Linked DNA regions of Anser cygnoides: region 2 is linked to region 1. A link is a contact called in public Hi-C data. All regions are on one chromosome and are shown on one strand. The core of a region is the stretch at or near the end of the contact, and the rest is flanking DNA. Distances in the headings are between cores, read along the strand shown.

What was found. Hi-C and Micro-C count contacts between places; a contact is called where the count stands out from the background.
Region 2: a contact with region 1 is called in a Hi-C map of liver, with 1.8 times the contacts expected there. The contact joins two enhancer-like sites. A contact is called at or near these places in 2 of 7 Hi-C or Micro-C datasets (both in liver).

What each region holds. Positions count from the first base shown.
Region 1 is chr5:20,441,580-20,447,698 of Taihu_goose_T2T_genome, reverse strand. PNPLA2 (patatin like phospholipase domain containing 2) reads left to right here. Exons shown (of 9, transcript XM_048058828.2): 2 at 5,950-6,119. Among named protein-coding and RNA genes, the nearest start is that of PNPLA2, 9.1 kb to the left of the region's middle. Within about 2 kb of position 2,353, at least 2 of the 3 cell types and tissues checked have open chromatin away from gene starts, as enhancers often do. A contact at or near this core is called in liver, where this site is marked.
Region 2 is chr5:20,591,449-20,597,567 of Taihu_goose_T2T_genome, reverse strand. RASSF7 (Ras association domain family member 7) reads left to right here. Exons shown (of 7, transcript XM_066997356.1): 2 at 4,691-4,844; 3 at 5,761-6,119. The coding sequence starts at 4,742. Among named protein-coding and RNA genes, the nearest start is that of RASSF7, 12 kb to the left of the region's middle. Within about 2 kb of position 3,732, at least 1 of the 3 cell types and tissues checked has open chromatin away from gene starts, as enhancers often do. A contact at or near this core is called in liver, where this site is marked.

The DNA of each region.
Region 1 (6,119 bases), core at 1,104-3,603:
TCACCCCTGGTGGCACCTCCATGGGGAGGTGGGAGCCGCCCTCGTTCGCTGGGTGTGAGTTGCCATCCTGCAAACTGGCCCTGACGAGCAAGTAAGGAGCGTGCAATGTCGTGCGTGTGGGTGCTCCTTGCACACCAAGTCCTGTTGGGAATAACAACCCCAGGAGGCCTTGTGTTAGTGGTCGTCACCTGGATGAACAAGGCAAGAGCGGGATGTGGTTCCCTTCCTGCCTACGTGCAGCAGAGGAGAAAGGCAACTTCACAGTCATGCAGCTGTTTTTGGTCCATCTTTCTCCTGCCCGTTCTCTCTCTTCTCCACTAGCTTTCTCCTGCTAGGTACTTGCTTTAAAAAAAAAAAAAAAAGCCCAGCATTGCGCTGGCCCAGGGCAAGCAGCAGGGATCCGAGCTTCACTTCCCTCTAAGGCAATGAGCAGCAATGCAACGCTAATCCTTGTATTAGGGAATTACAGGGGGGGAAAATTAGGCTAGCGGTGACTGCAGCGATTGTGCCAGGCAATAATCCTGGCTGCCTGCCTGAGCTGAGCCTTCCTATTGATTGCTCCCCAGCAGGAGCCGCGCTCTTGTCTGGTTTGTGTTGCAAGAGCAAGCGCTCCGGGCCTGCCTGCAGGAGCAAAGCGGGCGCTGGCTTGCAGGGCATCAGCTGCCTGGTGAGGCTTCGCTGTGCCGGCGCTTCCCTAATGCCGGTGCAAAGGTTCAGCTGAGGCGTAACCACGGCTGGCAGCTCTTGTGCCCGCTCTCCCAAAGCCTTTTTGCTCGTGCCCTGAACGAAGTAACCTACCTCAGACGTCCTGGGGGCTGGCACGTTGCGAAGAGGGAGGCTTGGGGCTCTGAAGCAGCTGCAGGCGGTGGGGATTCACGGCGCCGTCCTGCTGCGGGCTGCATCTGGGCTCTGCGATGCTGAGCTCCGAGAACCTGGGCCAGGAGGTGGTGTGGGACCAGCCCTTCCTGCAGCAGCTGCCTCCGGCTGCAGGAGCTGGCCCTGCTCGAAAAGCCGTCTCTTTCAGTGTCTCCACTCGCCCCACCTGTGAGGTGAGAAGAGGGGTTATTTGCCAGCCTGAAAGGGGCCTGAGGAGTTACTCCGATTTTTTTTTTTGCTACCTCTGCATCAAAAAAAGAAACAGCTTCCTTCCTGGCTGTCATCTGGAGCTGAGGCAGCCGAGCTGCTCCTTGTTCTCTGATGACAAAATAGTAGGAGAGAAGGAATGAGTGGAAACTTATAAATCATATAAATGCTCCTCACAACAAAAATGAGGGAAGTCCCAAAGAACAACCTGTTCTGGTACGTGTTTCTCAGTGTTACCAGCTTACAGGGCGATGTGCACAGATGGGAAAAGGACCAGTGCCACTGGGGGTTCTGGTGCTGCCTGCCTTCTCCCAGCCCCAAGCATTTAAGAAGGGTTTTTGTGTGTGTTAAATAGTGGCATTTATACAAATTCGGCCATGTAAGGCAGAGATTCCTCCCCCCCACGGTTTTAGGATTTCACACTGAAATGGAGGATCCGTCAGTAGCTTTGGATCACACATCACCTGGAGGCGTTTTACGGGGCAGACCACAAGTCGTTGTTCTCGCTTCATTTCCTGCTGGCATTAATCTATCCCTCGGGCCCCCTTTGACATCCCTCCAGCCTCGCTGATGGGATGAGGACGCCCCGGGTCAGGTTCCTGTTCCCTTGGGGCAAGGGGTGGAAACCAGGCTGCTTCAGCATGAGCACGGGAGGAGGAGCAGGAGCCCAGCCGGGCGGTGGGGATCTTTCCTGGGCTGAGGTCGGCGCCCCCAAGGCCTGGAGGCGTCCCTGGATCACCTGCACGCTGCTATCTGCTGTTGGCCCTTCTGGCGAGTGAATGGGTGCTGAGGAAATGTCCAATAAAGCGCTCTGGGTTAATTATTTTCTAGCTGTCAGCCTGCAGACTTTTCTTTCGATGTCCCTTGTTTACAGCTCAATGTTTTTAGGCTGGTGGCGGGACTGGGCTGTACCCTCTCCGGGGAGAGGCTGGGCAGGAAAAGCGCTTGCGTCGCTTGCTCTCAGTGCGGAGGCAGGCGCAGGAGCTGTGCGTGCTGAGCTGGAGCAGCCTGGGGGTCTGTGCTCGGGAGGGACGTGGGGCAGCTCTCCTGAAACCTGTGCTCGTCACGAGGGGCTGGCTTTTCGCTCCTCCACGGCACCGCTCCAGCTGAAGCAGCAGCAGACAGGCAGCCAGACTGCCTTGAGGGAGGTAACACCGGTAAATTCCTTCTGATTCCCGAATTTGGGTCTGAACAGGGACCTACTGACGGGAAACACGAGAGCTCCACTGATGCTCAGCTCTGGGAGCAAAATGCAAAGATCCCAGCTGGGGGCTCTTGCAGGGAGCATCTACCCCACGAACCTCGCTCTGAGCAGGTGGTGCTGGAGGGGTGTCAAAAGCACCTGCGCTTCTTTCTGCTGGTTGTCTGCCTTTCAGAGCTGTCCCTGCATCCATCCTGCCGCTGTCCCCTGTCCCCCCTCCCCATCTGGGTGCCTTTTCTGGAGCCCGCGCCCTGTTTACCACCCAGGGAGCGGGAATGTCCCTGGCGCAGGGGGTGATCTTTGTGCCGATGTGGAGCTCTTCCAGGGGGAGCTGTGGTGTCACGGGAGCCGCAGTCACGGGAGCTGCCGGCTGGAATGCGCAGCGTGCCCCCTCCCTCTTCGGCCTGCGCTGCTCCTATTTTTGTGCCTGTCTTAAGCTCTTTTTTTCCACTTGAAATACTTCATGGGTCAGCCGTCCTGCTGGCTGCGGGATGGTTACCAGGGTGGGCAACAGGCGAGCGCTGAGGTGCCCTTGGTGCGAAACACAGAGGTCAGGAGAGGCCCGGGGCTGCCTGTCCTGCCCCAGCAGGTGTGTTGGGCACGACCGATGGGCGCAAGAGCTAATTCTTTAAGGAAACCAGTCTCACCAGGACGATACACTCATGTAAAGCTGGCTTGGCGTAGCTTAAAAATGAACTGGGATCCTGCAGCTGCATACAGGGCTCTTCCCCTGGGCAGCCATCCACTGCCCCTTGTGGCTGCTGCAGAGGGATCCCAGGCCAGAGGTGGCCCAGGTGGCCTCCCCCGTGCCACGTGAAATATTTCTCATTGATACAGGTTGTGTTTGTTTAGAGGGATAATGGTTTAGTTAAGTCTGTATGGGGAGAAGCATTTGGTGGGGGAAAAGAGCTGATACCAGCTGTGGGAGGTTGGCAGTACTCCTTGTGATGTACCCCAAGAGAGGAAAATAAACGTTGTGGTTTTCCCCGTGACCCTGTGCTCTGAATCATCAGATCCATCAAAAAACAAACTTTTCTGTGGACTGGAGTTGGCACAGGATTACCCCGGCAGGGGCAGACAGTTTGTGGCTGACTCCTGCAGGATTTTTCTCTCTACCACCTCTCTCATTCAGCTGCTCCCTCTGGCAGACTCCTTTAAGTCCCATCACTACCAGAAAAGCTATTCCAGGAAAAACCAGCTCAAATTCTGTTCGCTCTCTCACCTCTCCTTTCTCCTCCCGAACTTATTTCCAGGAGGGCTTGCCATCTGTCATGGATCTAGCTGCGTAAACCTGACTCCTCTGGCTGAACCCTCAGCTGGCCTTATTTCCAGGAAAGCCGGTGGCGCTGCAGATCGCCCTGTGCCTTCCTCGTCCCACGGAGCTCCTCTGTACTCGGTTTCGGTGCAAGCGAGCCAACAAGTCCAACAAGATCAGAGGTGCCCTCAAACTGAAATACCTGAGAAGCTGCTTTTGCACAATCTGTTTATATGCACACATTTAAAACAAACAAACAAACAACAAAAAAAAATTCAAAAAATCCAATTGCTAATTATCAATAACTCTTATTTTGTCCCCAGTTCTCCCATGTCCCCCTGTCCTGCTTGGCTGGGTAACGACGACAGAGAAGCAGCTGGAGCCCAAGTCCCTCCTCAGATGCCAAGACAGTCTGTTTCCTGGCATATTTGGGACTTTGTTTTCCCTAAGCAACTCCCAGCTCAGACTTTTTGCTCAGACGTTAGTCATAAGCTCTGTATAACTGCAGTTGTTCCCAGTGTCGCTGTCGCATCTCTGCACGCTGAGGTGCCAAGTCTGAAGGCAAGCTTCTCTAAGCGCCATCCCTGAGCCGCCCTCCCCAGCATGGCCCTGTGAGTGGGGTGTCCCCGTGGCTCAGGCTCCCACCCTATTTATTACTGGGGTTTCAGCAAGGCCAGCAGCTCTGTGACGCACTCCGTGCAGTGGGGCTTCCAGGGCTCGTGTGGCCAAGGTGCTGGAGTGGGCTCCATCCAGTTTTGGGCTCTGCTGCAGGTTCTTTGTGTGTATTTCTTCCTCTCGTTAGGCACAAAGGTGTCTTAGGCACGGAGTGCTAACAAGTTGTCATTTCTGGCTGTTGTCCTTCGTGTTGGGAAGGATGTTGAACCGTGCAGCTACTATCTGGAACAGGCTGGGCTCAGTGGCTTACGGCTAATTGAGTAAGTAAGATCAGAATTAGGCTGCTAAACATTGCTTTAGGAAAGAGCAGAAGACTGGGATTATAGGGCTAAAAATTGCTTCGGAGAGGGGAACTTGGATTTTCCGCTGAGTTGCTACCTCACAGTACCCAAATCCTGACCCCAGAGCCTCTGGTCGTGGTCAAGGGTCTCATTTAGTGCTCGCTCGAGCTGCTGGTGTTGCTGGCTTTCGTGCGCACACAGTCGCGTTAACAGGCTGCCTTAGTGGAAAACATGTTGCTGGCACACGTGTATTGCAAAAGAATGGGATGTGTCAACACCCGCAGTGCGCTGGGGGTGGTGTTTCCCTTATCTCTGTTAACCTGAGTCTAACTCGGCTGCCTCCTTTCTGCAGTCACAGGGCTGAGAGGGACAGGGAGCAAACCAGAGGGATTTCAAGTTGGCTGGCACTGACAGCAGCTTTCATCTTTGCCCAAAAACCAAACTGCAGCTTGGGGAGAAGATTTAATTGGTGAAAGCGTGGCTGTTTCCCCCAGTTCCTTTAATTCTTGCCTGGATACTTTCCTCACCCGTGTGTTCCCTGTGTCTCTGGGATTGCAGCGACTGGCGGGTGCTCAGAGGAGTCACTGCCCCGTGTCTCACCACGGCTTGGGCTGCGTGTGGAAGCAGCAGTCAGGGTGCGCAAAGGGCAGCGTGTTGGGCACGGAGGGTTTGGCTTGGGGTGAGGTTTTTGTTTTGTTTTCTCCCTTCCCTCCTTTCCCACCACGGAGCCCTGATGCTCTTGCCAGGCTGGGCTCCTAGTGACCGTGAGATACTGGGCTTAGCAGGCGTACAGATGTCCCTTTTGTGCTGAGGGGGTGTCTTCTCCCCTCCAAACCCAGCTGGGTCACTGTGTGGAAGTGTAAAGCAGGCGTGCTTCTGGGAATCCTTGCCATCGGGGCCTGGTTTAGTGCTCGGGAGTCGGACACGGGCGGGATGGACACCAAAGCCTCACCAGGGGGCTCGAAGTCCACCCCTGTCCATAGTGTCTGTTTTGCTACCTGAGACATGAGTGATGCTACCAGCAGAGCTGTGATGATCAGCTGGAAAGCAGTGAGATTCCTGTTTTCTGGTGCTTTTGCTTATGGGCAAATGTCTATTGAAATGAAAATACCTGTTTTCTGTCACTGTCTTTTCAACAGTCCTTCACAGGCCACTCAAGCAGGGCCTCCTGAGAAAGCGTGAGGCCTTACCAAGATGCATGTGATCTTCGCCGACTTTGTATAACGTGTGTAAGACAAGGGTGGCTGTTTACAGTGTGGGAGTGAGAATGCAAATGCAGCAAGCTTCTGTGACTCTCCCACAGTGCCTGTAATAGCCACGCATCTCGAGCTATATTGGCACGTAGGGAGAAACCTCTGAGTAAAGCTCTGTTGAAGGTTTTTCTACGCCTTGTTTTGTGAAGAAGGCTGGTTTTGCTAGCGTTTCACCAGGCATTTTTCTTCCTATCGTGGCAGGTGAGGCTGGTGCCAGCATTATTCGAGTGTCGAAAGAAGCACGGAAGAGGTTCTTGGGGCCGCTCCACCCATCTTTCAACTTGGTGAAGATCATTCGGATCTGCCTGTCCAAGACCGTGCCGGACAATGGGCACGAGGTCGCAGCAGGACGTTTGGGTATTTCCCTCACG
Region 2 (6,119 bases), core at 2,483-4,982, 150 kb before region 1:
TTTGTCGGTCGGTAAAGCGACGTGAGACCCTGGAGAGGGACTGGGAACCTGCGCTGGTGTTTTCCGGGTGCCAGCACCGCTCCCTATCCCCAGCCAAAACCCTGACCTGTAAACTGGGCAAAGGTGAAATGCTGGTCTGCTGGCCATTTGAAGTCGTAATGAGAGTTGCCCAGAAGTTCTGCCCGCGCTGGCGCTTTCCTGCCAGCCCAGCCCTAGCCCCGCACCAGTCCCCTGGTCTCTGGGAGGCGCTGAGCACCTTTAACCACCTCTTTAAAGCTGGCCGAGTCCTGTTTTGGGAATGGCAAGAAGAGATCCAAAACAAAAGAACCCGATCTCCAAAGAAAAGCTCTGCTAGAAAACACACTGGCTGCTGTGTTCAAAGGTGATTCAGCTTTGTTTCCTCTGTAGAGAACCGCTTAAAAGCGTGTGGCCCAGATCTTGGCGGTGCGGGATAACGTGTCCCTGGGTGCTCAGCACCACCGAGGTGTTGAGGTCCCCTCCCGGTCCTTCCCTCCGTGCCAGTACAGTGAACTGGGGGTGTCTGCAGGAGGCTCTCCCCGGAGCCTGGAGGGGCTCAGCCTGCAGGACAGAGGTGTTGTGTCCTCTTAGGAAACCACGTGGTGCCTGGGGAAGGCATTTGGGATGCCAAAAGCAGCTGCTGGCTGCAAAACTGGTATTTTCTAAGCAGACATTTTTTTCTTACGGGTGAAAAATTAAGGGAGAAAGGTGCTTGCATTTGAAATGAACTTGGAAGCCTTGGCCAGAAGGTGCTGGGTCAGCTTCTGGGAGCCCCTGCCGGGGACAGGATGGATCCCTGCAAATCGGTGGAGGTACGTGCTTCTGTAATCGGGGCAGCCAGCTGATTTTCTTGGCTGGCCGCATGATGTTTCAGGTCACGAGGCTCTTGCAGGCACCCGTGGGGTGTTTATGAGCCGGCTGGGACATGCCCTGCTCGTCTGCAGGGCACCAAACCCAGCTATGCAAAGCGTGCATCCTCTCACCTGCAGAAATAACCCCTCCACCTCCTGCTGCTGTAGCAGGTCCTGCTCTTGGCCGGGGCTCGGAGCACCTGCAGCCACCACGCCTGCCCATCTCCCTCCCGATTGCCCAAATTCGGCCTTGCCACTGCCAGCTCCGAGGAGCAAGCTTGGCCGGCTGAAGGGTGAGGCTTAAAATTTGGTTGTTGCCTCTGCTGCAGAGCTGTGTCGAGCCGGTTGCTGCGAAACACCTCGATTAGCAGGAGGACTGATTGCTCCCTCTTTTAATCAAGGTAACCCAAAGCTGGCTTCAAACCCTGAGCTTTAAAAGCAGCCTTGATTTATGTGAGGTTGCAGCTTTGTTCAAATCGAGTCTGAACATTTTTTTTTTGAGCTTGTTTTTTTTTTTTTCCAATTTAGACTAAGATGCAGCAAAAAATAAAGCTGTAAGATCTGGGAGTGTTAATTTATATTTTTTTTTCAGTGCCAGCATTTGAAATTCCAACTCCCAGTTAGGAAATTTGTCGAAGAAGTTGTGTGAATCATCCATACCATCAATTTAGGACCGATCACATGGGAAGGGAGCAGAAAATTAGTCACTTCGTTAATCTGCTTCCAATAAAAATGACTTAGAAATACACGGGGGGGGGGGGTAAAACATAAGAGCAGCTTGTGGGAGCGGCTGTCACGCGTCCTCGCACCGGCGCAGCAGCCACCTGCTTGTTTCCCTGTGCTTTTTTGGGGTGGCCGGCGAGGCCCTACAGCTGCCTGCGCTTTGGTTCGTGATCAAAGCGGCTTCGGATGGCGGCAGCACTGCGAGCGCAACCGGGGGCAGCTGGAAGGCGGCCTCCCCCCGGGGAGCAGCGGTTCTAACCGGCTAACTTTAGGTGCGCAGAAGGGCTTCGATACCCAGAGCAAGCCGCGTGCAGCATTCCTTACTTAGATCAGTTTTCCAAAAAAAAATCAGAAGATGGAAAGATAAAGGAGGAAAACATGGAGGAATGGCCTTCTAATCGCTATACGCGCACGTTCTTTTGGCAGTAAGGGAAAAAACTTTTACAGCTAAGAAAAGGCAAATAACTTTGTACGAGGAATTTAACAGCAGCGGCTACAAAGGAGGCGATGCTTTGGGATGAGGTGGAGGTTTGTGTTTTTGAAAGCTTTTACAGGAGCAAAGATAACGCTGCAGTGAAAGAGCAGATAATGTCCTGTGCATCCTTATGGAAACAATTTTATTTATTTATTTTTCCCAAGTCTGGAGTGAACTTTCAGGGAGAGGAGAGGCCAAGGGGCTGGTCAGGGTTGCAGCATGTTGGCGGTGCTGATGCAAAGGGTTTGGAGAAGCCAGGAAGGGTGAGCGTGGTCTGGGAGAGCTGAGAAATCGCTGTCCCTGAGAGCCGACAGTGAGCTTGTTTCTCCCTGGATGTACACTGCTCCCTGCATTGCTGCCGGGGGAGACTCAAGGGGTCGCTTTCCCAAGTAGCCTCTAAGAGATTTCCACGAGATAAGCTTCAGAGCCGCATTACGCACGGGCACTTCCCCGGCACCGCACGGTTTGCTAGCAGCTGGTGTTGTGTTTTTGGTACAAAACGCTCTCCTCCTTCGGTTCTCCCTCCAGCAGCGATGCGACACCGGGGCTGAGCTCATTCATACCTGAGCCCCTGTGTCGCCACGGGCAGCTCAAAGCCGAAACTCCTCCGTAAGAGGAGGAAAAACGCCTGCTGCCGCTCCCTGCCTTTCGGTTACGTGCCACTTGCCGTGGGCCGGACGCTGGTAAATGATTGCCAGAGGCTGGCTCTGCACCCAAACGGGAGCCTCTCGCCCACGCGGGACCCGCGGCGTCCCGCTCCCGGACCGACCATCGCTCGTCACCCCTCGTCTCGGCGGCCGCCGTCGTTTCGTGCGAGGAGAGGTGAGGCCGTTGCTTTTCTCATAACACAGCCGGCTGCTTTTATTTATTTTCAAACCACCCACTCCTGGCCTCCGCCGGGGCTGTGGGGTAGGACGGGGTGGGGAAAAGCCCGGCTCCACGGGCGGTTTTGGCGCTGGCGGTGCCAGTAGTTGGCACGTCGCTTTCCAGGACACCCTGCCACCCGGTGCCGGCGCTGGGGTCCTGTGTCCCGGCACGATGGTGGCTTTGGGGTGGCAAAACCCAGCCGGGTGGTGCCCGAGCTCGGCAGCGACGCTGAACTTTGCTCCATGGCGGGGGCGGGCGCCGGTTTCACTGGGAGTTTGCGGCCACGCAGCGGGGCAGAACCATGCTCTGAAATGAGACTGGTCTCCACCTCGCCAATACAGCATTTAGGGAACGTTGGTGGGAGAAATGGGCAGAGCCCGAGCTCCTTCGCTGCTGCTGGTTTTCCCCCTCGGCGCTGCCGAGTCAAATAATCGTGCCCGTGGCGGCTGCTCCGCACCCGCTGCCCTCGGTCCCCGCCGCGCTCCGCGGGTAAATCTGGAAGTGAGGGATCGATAACGCTGCTGCGGGTGATGGGGAGGCTGGTGTTGGATCAGCTGCTCCCAAGTGCTCCCCGGGGGATGGATTTGGCTTTCGGGCTTGTTCTCCAACAAGTCGTTCTGCCCCAGCACCGTCAGGTCTCCTGGTGGGAACAGCACCGTGGGACTGTTTCCTTTCCTAGGCTTCTCCTTTGCCTTGTGTCACGGCTAAAGCCTTGTGTTGCTCAGGGTGGGAGCCTTTGAGCCCTTGCTTTGATTCCTCAAGGAGGCAAAAATAAAAAAATAAAAAGGTGTTTAACTCAAGTTAAATCTTTTCTCCCTGCGCTGACACCTGCTCCTCCTTCAGCCTGCTCCTTGCAGGCACCCCTGGGGCGACGGCAGCGGTCGTGGCGTGTCCCCAAACTTTGGGGAACGGGGGGAACTGGGAGCTGGGCTAGGTTTGGAAAGCAGTTTGGGACCCTTTGTACCTTCCTCTGCCCAGGTCCCTCAGACAGGCTTGATGCTTGAAGGCTCCACAAAAAAACATAGGAGGAAAAAACATTTTGAGAGTGTTTACAACCAGAATAAACCCAGATATCTGAGTTCTTTGCAGATTACGTCGATTTAATTTCATTTGTTAAGACTTGTGGTCGTTTGGCTGCTGGAAGAGGCAGGAGTGCTAAGTGAGATTTTGCTGCAGTTAATTTTTCCCATTTCTTAATCCCTCTCAGATTAACAGAGGGGAAGGCAAATAGAGCACAACGTGCGCCATCTACACCTCTCAATTTCCCTTTGCACAGCTGGGAAGGGTGGGCGGGAGGGCGGCCGGAGGCTTCTCTGCCTTTTAGATATTGTTTGGAAAATCCCCAGTGCCGCACTGCCAAATTGTTAGGGAAATAGCAGCGAAAGTCCAACAAATCCATTAAAAGGCTGCGCTCTCAGCAGAAGTAGGCAGGGTGTTTCCTGGCTGCCCAGGCCTACCATGCACACGGGCAAACCTCAGTGCTTCTCACCTGGGGAGGACTTGGACCCGCTGCCCAGACCTGAGCTGTGCACGGGGTTTTTGGTGAGACAGAAGGGTTTTATTGCGGGTGAACGCCGGTATTTTAGCAATAACACCATAAATCTGATCTGCGAGCAGCAGCAAGCGTCTGGCTCCGGCTGCACCTCGTGGGTGGGGGCTGATGTTCCAGGCGCCCGGCAGACCTAAAAGCGCGGCTGTTAAAGCATCGCCCCTAGAAGAGGCTCAGGACTGACTCCTCGTGTCTTCTCTCCCGCAGGGACCGCGTCCCGCGATGCCCCAGCGTGCCTGAGGCCCGGCAGCCGCGGGGATGGAGCTGAAGGTGTGGGTGGACGGCATCCAGCGGGTGGTCTGCGGCGTCTCGGAGCAAACCACCTGCCAGGAGGTGGTCATCGCTTTGGCGCGGGCCATAGGTGAGCGGCGCACACCTGAGCGAGCTAAAGCGGAGCTCTCAAGACCCGACCAAACTCCTTGCCCTCCGTTTGGCACGGCCGTGTGTTTATATCCCTCCTCACAGAGGCTTGCTGGGGAGATGGCCAAAATAAATAGCTTGCAAGCGGCGTGGACAGGGTGCCTGGATGCCGGTGCCTGCCGTGCTCTCGCCTGTGGTCAATCCTGCCTTCTAGTGGCTCAGTTTCAAAACGCTGCGATCCTATTAGCGCGCAGGCTTTGCGCTGCGACGTTTCCCCTCTGTGCCAGGTTTGAGATCGAGCCCTGTAGATCAAAGCCCTCGTATCTCCGATTTCTCTTGCACGCCTTCCAAAAAGAACAGCAGGCTGATGTCTCCTCCACCTCCGCTCTCCAGGGCGTGCGTTCTTCCAGGCTGAGGGAACAGCAGGGCAGCTCCAGTTGGTGTCCTCAGCTTTTTCACACGCAAAACTCGACCGCGGAGGCGCTGAGCTTTGCAGAGAGATGCCCCATCCTACAAAGAGGGGCAGCACGGGACCCCGTTAACGGGGGGATGACTCGTGCCGTCCTCTCTGCGGCGAGCTGCTCCTGCTGTTGGGTGTCCCTGGGGAGATGGGTGGAAGATTTGGGTGATGGGTGGGAGATTCGGTGGGAAGATTTGGAAGGGGAAAGGGAGGAAAATGAATTTGTGCGGGTTTCGGGGTGCGCCCCACTTCCCCGGCACCATCCTCCCCCCAATGCTCTCGCTCGTTTTGGTGTCCAGAGCAAAACAAAAATGCCCCATCCTTGGTGGGTAGGGGCACCTCTGGGTGCTTCCTGGGGAGAGGGAACCTCCTGGGGGCAGGGTCCAGCTCTGGGGCAGCGGGGACGTCACCGGCCGCGGCTTCCCCCCCGGGTGACGTGCTTGTGTCCTGCCCTCAGGTCAGACGGGGCGCTACGTCCTGGTGCAGAAGCTCCGGGAGAAGGAGCGGCAGCTCCTCCCGCTCGAGTGCCCCTTGGAGTCGCTGGCCAAGTGCGGGCAGTATGCCAACGACGTGCAGTTCATCCTGCGGCGGACGGGCCCCAGCGTGGCCGAGCGGCCCTCCTCGGAGGGCGCTCCCCAGGCTCCCGAGAGGACTTTCATCCGGGCCAGCCTGCCCATCAAGCCCCGTACCGTGAGCACTGAGGCGCCCCGGCCCCGGGAGCCCAAGAAATCGATGACCTTCAACTTGGGTCCCATGGGCTCCGGCGAGCTGTTTGCTAAGAGCCGCTGGAGGCAGCACGCCTGGGAGGGGATGGAG